Regions from separate parts of the Mus musculus genome. Here region 2 is linked to region 1. The links are chromatin contacts, called in public Hi-C maps. All regions are on one chromosome and are shown on one strand. Each heading gives the region's core, a stretch centred on a gene start, on an enhancer-like site or on the middle of the called end of the contact. The rest is flanking DNA. Distances are from core to core; before and after follow the strand shown. Region 1 holds the start of Htr5a (5-hydroxytryptamine (serotonin) receptor 5A). Region 2 overlaps Dpp6 (dipeptidylpeptidase 6).

Region 1 (3,032 bases), core at 161-2,660:
TTTATGTCATTGGCCTGGAACTCTCCAGCTAGGCCAGGACAACCAGTACACTTCAGAGACCTGCCCATCTCTAGCCCACAGTGCTGAGATGACAGATGTGTACTACCATATCCTCTTATTTATGTATTACTATTATTATTATGCACACACACAAGCTCCTGTGTGTACTGTGTGTATGTGGGTGTCATAAGCCATAGTGCACATGCAGAGAGACAGCTTTCTGCAGTTGCTTCTCTCCTTGAGGGCTGGGGCTGTAGCTCAATGACAGTGTTCTTTGCCTAGTATGTGCAAAGCTCTGGGCCTCAACTCTTACACTGAAACAAAGAAAACTCCTAGGTCAGACCTTTTGATAGTTTTACAAGCATGCATGGGTAATTTTTTTAAATTTTATTTCATTTATTTTTTGAGTCGGAGTCTCACTATGTAGCCCTGGCTGGCCCTGACCTTGCAGAGCTCCACCGGCCCCAAGCTCAAGTGCTAGGATTAAGGGCTGAACCATCATGACTGTCTCAATACTTTTCAAGCATGTTTCAAGCATTTCAAGTGCCGTAGAGATTTTCTCTTTTTTTTCTTTAGGGTTTGTTTTTGTTGTATGTGTATGTTTACATGCTTGTATGTGTACATGGTGCCTGTGGAAGCCAGAATAAGGTGTCATATCCCCTGGACATGGAGTTACAGCCAGTTGTGGGCCACTGTGTGAGTCAGTCCTGCGAACCAAAGCAGGTTCTCAGCAAGGGAAGCCAATGATCTTAATGGCTGAGCCATTCCCTCCAGCTTCTTTTCCATAGAAACTTCTGTAGAGTCACTAGAGAGGCTCCTGTAAGCCTCTTTCTAAGCTCAGGAAACAAGCACCCTATCTCCAACAGTCATCAATCTTTCTCCTTTAAAACAAACAACTCTTTAAGTGAGGCCACCGAGCTCTCCGAGTTAGGAGGCAACCACATACGGAAACCTGGAAGGGAACAACAGTAGGCTGTTAGGAAGTTAGTTGGTTAGTTGGTTGGTTAGTTAGCCTAACCCAGGACACCTGTACTTCAAGCAAATGGCTCGAAGTCTCAAAATCACCTTCAGAGGGAGCATGAGTGCTGGAAGAAGGGTTTAGGAAAGTTTACTAATTAATTCCCGGCCACTGACCCAGTGGTAAAGAGCGATGGGACTGTGGATAGACACCAAGCTGCGTGCTGGTATAGGCAGCGGCACCGTGGACAGCGCCAAGCACTGAGCTGCACACAAAGCCAGTGCTGAATACTCCCATGCAGAGAGCCGGGTGGAGAGAGGCGGCTTCATCAGCTGATGCCTTACGTAGTGCGGGAGCCCCACTTTGCTAAAGCAGGTCTGGGTGGGCGCGCCAGCGTGCCCTCTCGGAGCAGCAGCCTCAGGCACGGTGGAGAGAGATCAGGACAGGGCAGAAGGCCATCTCCAGAAAGCAGGTATCTACGTGGCTTCCAGTCCCCAACCCCCACCCCTCGGAGCCACTGCCGGGAGAGGGGGGAGGTGGGCAAGGAGCAACCCTGGACCAGCGACTGTTCTGACGCACTAGCTGAGTTCTGGGCATCCACCCTGCACTGGGCGGGGGCCGACCTCAAGGATGCTCTGCTGCAGGCGACCAGACAACAGTCTCCGCCTAGGTGAGGAACAGCAGGCATGTGATAGCAAAGGCGGGCCCTGGCTTCTAGATTCAGCCCCTTGAGTCCGCTTTCCATATCTCTAAGGATACCTGGGCTGCGCTGCTTGTAGCCCAGCACCCTCCTCTCTGCTACAATTTCCTCCGGACTCTGACTGGGTGGAGACTGAGGCCAGGTTCTTGGCTCTTAGCAAAATCCTCTCCATTGGCCATCGGTCGCAAACATCTAGATTGACTTCAGTGGGCTCGGTGGCAACACAGTCTAAACACAGGTGTCCTGGGACAGCAATGGATCTGCCTGTAAACTTGACCTCCTTTTCTCTCTCTACTCCCTCCTCTTTGGAACCTAACCGCAGCTTGGACACGGAAGTCCTGCGCCCTAGTCGGCCTTTTCTCTCAGCTTTCCGAGTGCTAGTCCTGACTTTGTTGGGCTTTCTAGCTGCGGCCACATTCACTTGGAACCTGCTGGTGCTGGCTACCATCCTCAAGGTACGCACCTTCCACCGAGTACCACACAACCTGGTAGCTTCCATGGCCATCTCGGATGTGCTAGTGGCTGTGCTGGTTATGCCACTGAGCCTGGTACATGAGCTGTCTGGGCGCCGCTGGCAGCTGGGCCGGCGTCTATGCCAGCTGTGGATCGCATGTGACGTGCTCTGCTGTACTGCCAGCATCTGGAATGTGACAGCAATAGCTCTGGACCGCTACTGGTCAATCACGCGCCACCTGGAGTACACACTCCGTACCCGCAAGCGTGTCTCCAATGTGATGATCCTGCTCACCTGGGCACTCTCCACTGTCATCTCTCTGGCTCCACTGCTATTTGGCTGGGGAGAGACTTATTCTGAGCCCAGTGAGGAATGCCAAGTCAGTCGCGAGCCTTCCTACACCGTGTTCTCCACCGTGGGTGCCTTCTACCTGCCGCTGTGCGTGGTGCTCTTTGTGTACTGGAAAATTTACAGGGCGGCGAAATTCCGCATGGGCTCCAGGAAGACCAACAGCGTCTCCCCCGTACCCGAAGCTGTGGAGGTGGGTGCTATAAGGATCGTTAGAAAATACGTCACTTGTATCTCACAGGCTTTTCTTGCAGCGCACTTCACCTTATGTCTGTGGAAGGTAAAACTCTCCAGTTTGGGGAGAGGTAGATGAGGGAGGAAGGGGGGGCTCAAGAGCCAGAGACTCCCTTTGCTCTAAGCACTGAATTACAGAGGCCCTCCCATACTGAATGTCTGGGGGATTGTTTTCTTTCTTGAAAAATGAGGGGTTTGCCATCCACATTCTACCTGGTCCACTTTGGTACTAAAGTCCTGTGGATGGGCAGTACCTGGGAAAGCTGGTGTCTTGGAGACACTGGCTCAGTAACTCAGGAAAAACAAACAAACATGCAGTTTTCTGCATGGGTGTTCGG
Region 2 (3,032 bases), core at 380-2,879, 120 kb before region 1:
AGGTCTGAGCACTGGAAGTGAACTGAAAACAGTCAGCCACCCTGCAGAATCACAGGCGTGAAAGGACAAGGACGAGGCATGGATGGTGTCATTTTTGCATGTGTGTTCCTGGGCCTGGGTATGGTTGGAGAACACAGCATTAGCTGAGCTCCCTTGTGTGCTGGAGTCTGCAGTGAGCTGATCTTGCTCACACACCTCAAGCTTCCAAGCTTCAGAAGAGGAGACTTGGCTGACTTTCAGAGTATCCTTTGTAAAGACTGCAAAGGGCCTTCTCCTCCAGGGAGTGTTTGCTGCCTTTGTGTCGATGTGGTCACAGTGCCAGATGAAGTGATTTAAGAGTGGAAAGGGTTATTTGGCTCACAGTTCTGTCATGTCAGTCTGTCATGGCAGGAGAGTCGTGCCAGGGTTTCTGGCTGTAGGAGTCTGTGGAAGCTGCTCTTCACATCGCGGATGGACAGGAAACACAGCAAGGCTGGAACCAAGGCCAACCTTCAGAGGCCCACCCTAGTGCTTCACTTCCACCATCTGATGCCCACCTCCAGAATGTCCATAGTTCCTCTACATAGCCCCACCACACAAGGAGCAAGTGCTCAAAGCCCAAACCATGAGTGTGTGTAGGAGGTTCAAGCCACAACAGGGAGTGTGAGCTAGCCAAAGAGAGACAAGATGATGTCTTCGAACTTCATGTCTTATGGACAAAAACTACAGAGGGCTAATGTGATGGCTCAGAAGCTAAGAGCACTCGCTGCTCTTCCAGAAGACCCAGGTTCAATACCCAACACCCATATGATAGCTGATAGTTCAGAATTGTCTGTAACTCCAGTTCCATAAGGCCTAGTGCTGTCTTCTGGCCTCTAAGGGCACTACATACATGCTGTGCACAGACATACATGTAGGCAAAAAAATCTATATACACAAAATAAGAAGGCACAGAGGAGAACATCTCAAAAAACAAAAAAATCTATATACACAAAATAAGAAGGCACAGAGGAGAACATCTCAAAAAACCTAACAATCTGAGAAGGTATTTGTGTGAGGGTGCTTTTGACAGAAGTCACACACACACACACACACACACACACACACACACACACTTACACATGCTTACACACATATACACTTGTGTTTGCTTTTAAGGCAAGGAGCTCGTGAGCTCTGAAGGTCCACAGAGGTATTAGACCCCAGGGCTGAAGCTCCATAGAACAACAGTGTCCACAAAGATGCAGGTCTATCCATTTATACAGCCAAGCAGGACAGACTCGCTTCAAGAGACTTTTCCCAGTTTAGGACAGCCATGACTATGATAACATTAGCTTCCAGTCTTCCGATGTCACTAGCTGGTCAGGAACACAGAAGACACTTCCAGAAACTCCAAGAAAGGAAGGAAGGAAGAGTTCCTTGACTCTAAAATAGCCTGGTAACCTTCTCTTTATTTCCTTGGACTTACCCTGCATGATCCAGAACCCAGAGCCCCCACTCCACACCAGCACAAGATAGCCTGGGAACACTTGTAAGGGTCTGCATCATCAGATAGAAAGCTGGCTTGCCAGGGACCAGCTGGCCCAGATTCTGGCTGTGGGAGGACAGGAACAAGTGACACTGGCTTCTGTCTGCAAGGAGGAGGAGCAGATGGCTGCCTGTAACCCACACTACACCAGACAGGCTTCCCAGGGAAAATGAGGTAGTATTTAGACAGGCTGGGGAAGGAAGGAGCACTATCCTTGCCTTTTGCCCTCCTGCCTAATTCCCTTCCCTGTCTTCTCCTGCTCTTACTTCATCCCATCTGACAGTGAGGCCCACTGTCTCCTCCCTGTCGTGGAGAACCCAGGAAAAACATCCCGAGTCCTAACATACCTGTGAGGTTGTAGTCCCTGGAGCCCCTCCCTTGAAGCTTGGAGATAAAAGGATAAGGACCATTTTCTTTCATTCTCTAAAAACAAGGAGTGAGCTCACCAGCTGAGCAAAGACAACAGCAGACATGTTCTAGGAAAACATCAATGATGTCACACCTCAACCCAGAAGCTCACAGAACAAGAACCCAGCAATGATTATAAGGCTTGGCACCATCAGATAGCAAGGTAGATTTTCTGTGTGGAAGGAGGAGGTCGATGCTGGCCCATAGCAGTAACTTCCTAAAGCTCTCTAGCTCTGAATGTCTTCTACCTGCTCATGTACCCTTGGAGCCCACGTGGTGGGTGTAACGTCCATGTGTAAGGACAGTCACATAACCCAGCACCTTATTGCAGAAGAGAAGATGGCAAAGGAGGGGCCCAGAGACCTCTGGTGCTCTCTGCTGCTTCCAACATCTCAGCTGTGCACCTGGAAATTCCCCCAGAAGCCTCACAAGGGTGCTATTGCATTTCGAGTGTAAATATACTGTGAGTGCCACATAAATAAAAACCATCAACAACTGTGTTTAGAATTCCAAGATTCTTTCTAATTTGAAAAGGTTCTTCATGTGTGCTATGGATAATTAATATGGCTGTAGACCACAGACCACAGAGGAGACCCACATAAGTTCTCCCCCTCTCTCCCCTCTGCCTGCAGAACTATGCTGAAGGAGCAGTATATTGACAAGACTCGGGTAGCTGTGTTTGGGAAGGTGAGTTGTGCTGTCTTCAGCCTGGGCTTGTGAGCCCTGGAGTACAGAATGGTGTAAGCCTCCTTGTGAGCCCCTCTGAGATCATCTTGGGGGAAGGAGGAGAGATTAGTGACTACAGCTTTGTGGGGAAGAGTTAACCTTTGGCCTTTGTCACATGACCTGAAAGGAGGGAAATAGGCCAGGTCCTTGTCAGAGAGCTCCCCTGAGCTCCTCATTTCTTCTCTTGCAGAGCCTGGTGAGCTCTGGTGGGCACTCCAGGAGAGGAGGGACCAGGACCCAGGGGGTGGACATCTTCCCATGTACAGTCACATCAATTCCCCATGTTTTCTCAGATGGAAGCAAGGCTGTGGGTTCCCCATGGCTAAAGCATAGCAGTTTCCACCTGGTAGTTCATCACATGACTTGGGGTGGCCTCTTTGGGCTCTTCATG

What was found. A called contact is a pair of places that touch in the nucleus more often than the background predicts.
Region 2: a Hi-C map of cerebral cortex shows a contact between it and region 1, with 2.5 times the contacts expected there. The contact joins the enhancer-like site here to the promoter of Htr5a in region 1. A contact is called at or near these places in 1 of 39 promoter capture datasets (stem cell-derived epiblast-like cells), 3 of 484 Hi-C or Micro-C datasets (bone marrow-derived macrophages, cerebral cortex and embryonic stem cells) and 2 of 9 other capture datasets (embryonic stem cells and pancreatic islet).

What each region holds. Positions count from the first base shown.
Region 1 is chr5:27,840,537-27,843,568 of GRCm38.p6, forward strand. It overlaps Htr5a (5-hydroxytryptamine (serotonin) receptor 5A), which reads left to right and starts at 1,411. Exons shown (of 2, transcript NM_008314.2): 1 at 1,411-2,653. The coding sequence starts at 1,913.
Region 2 is chr5:27,715,907-27,718,938 of GRCm38.p6, forward strand. It overlaps Dpp6 (dipeptidylpeptidase 6), which reads left to right. Exons shown (of 26, transcript NM_207282.3): 21 at 2,548-2,602. Among named protein-coding and RNA genes, the nearest start is that of Paxip1, 74 kb to the right of the region's middle. Within about 2 kb of position 1,630, at least 19 of the 459 cell types and tissues checked have an H3K27ac peak or open chromatin away from gene starts, as enhancers often do. A contact at or near this core is called in cerebral cortex, where this site is marked.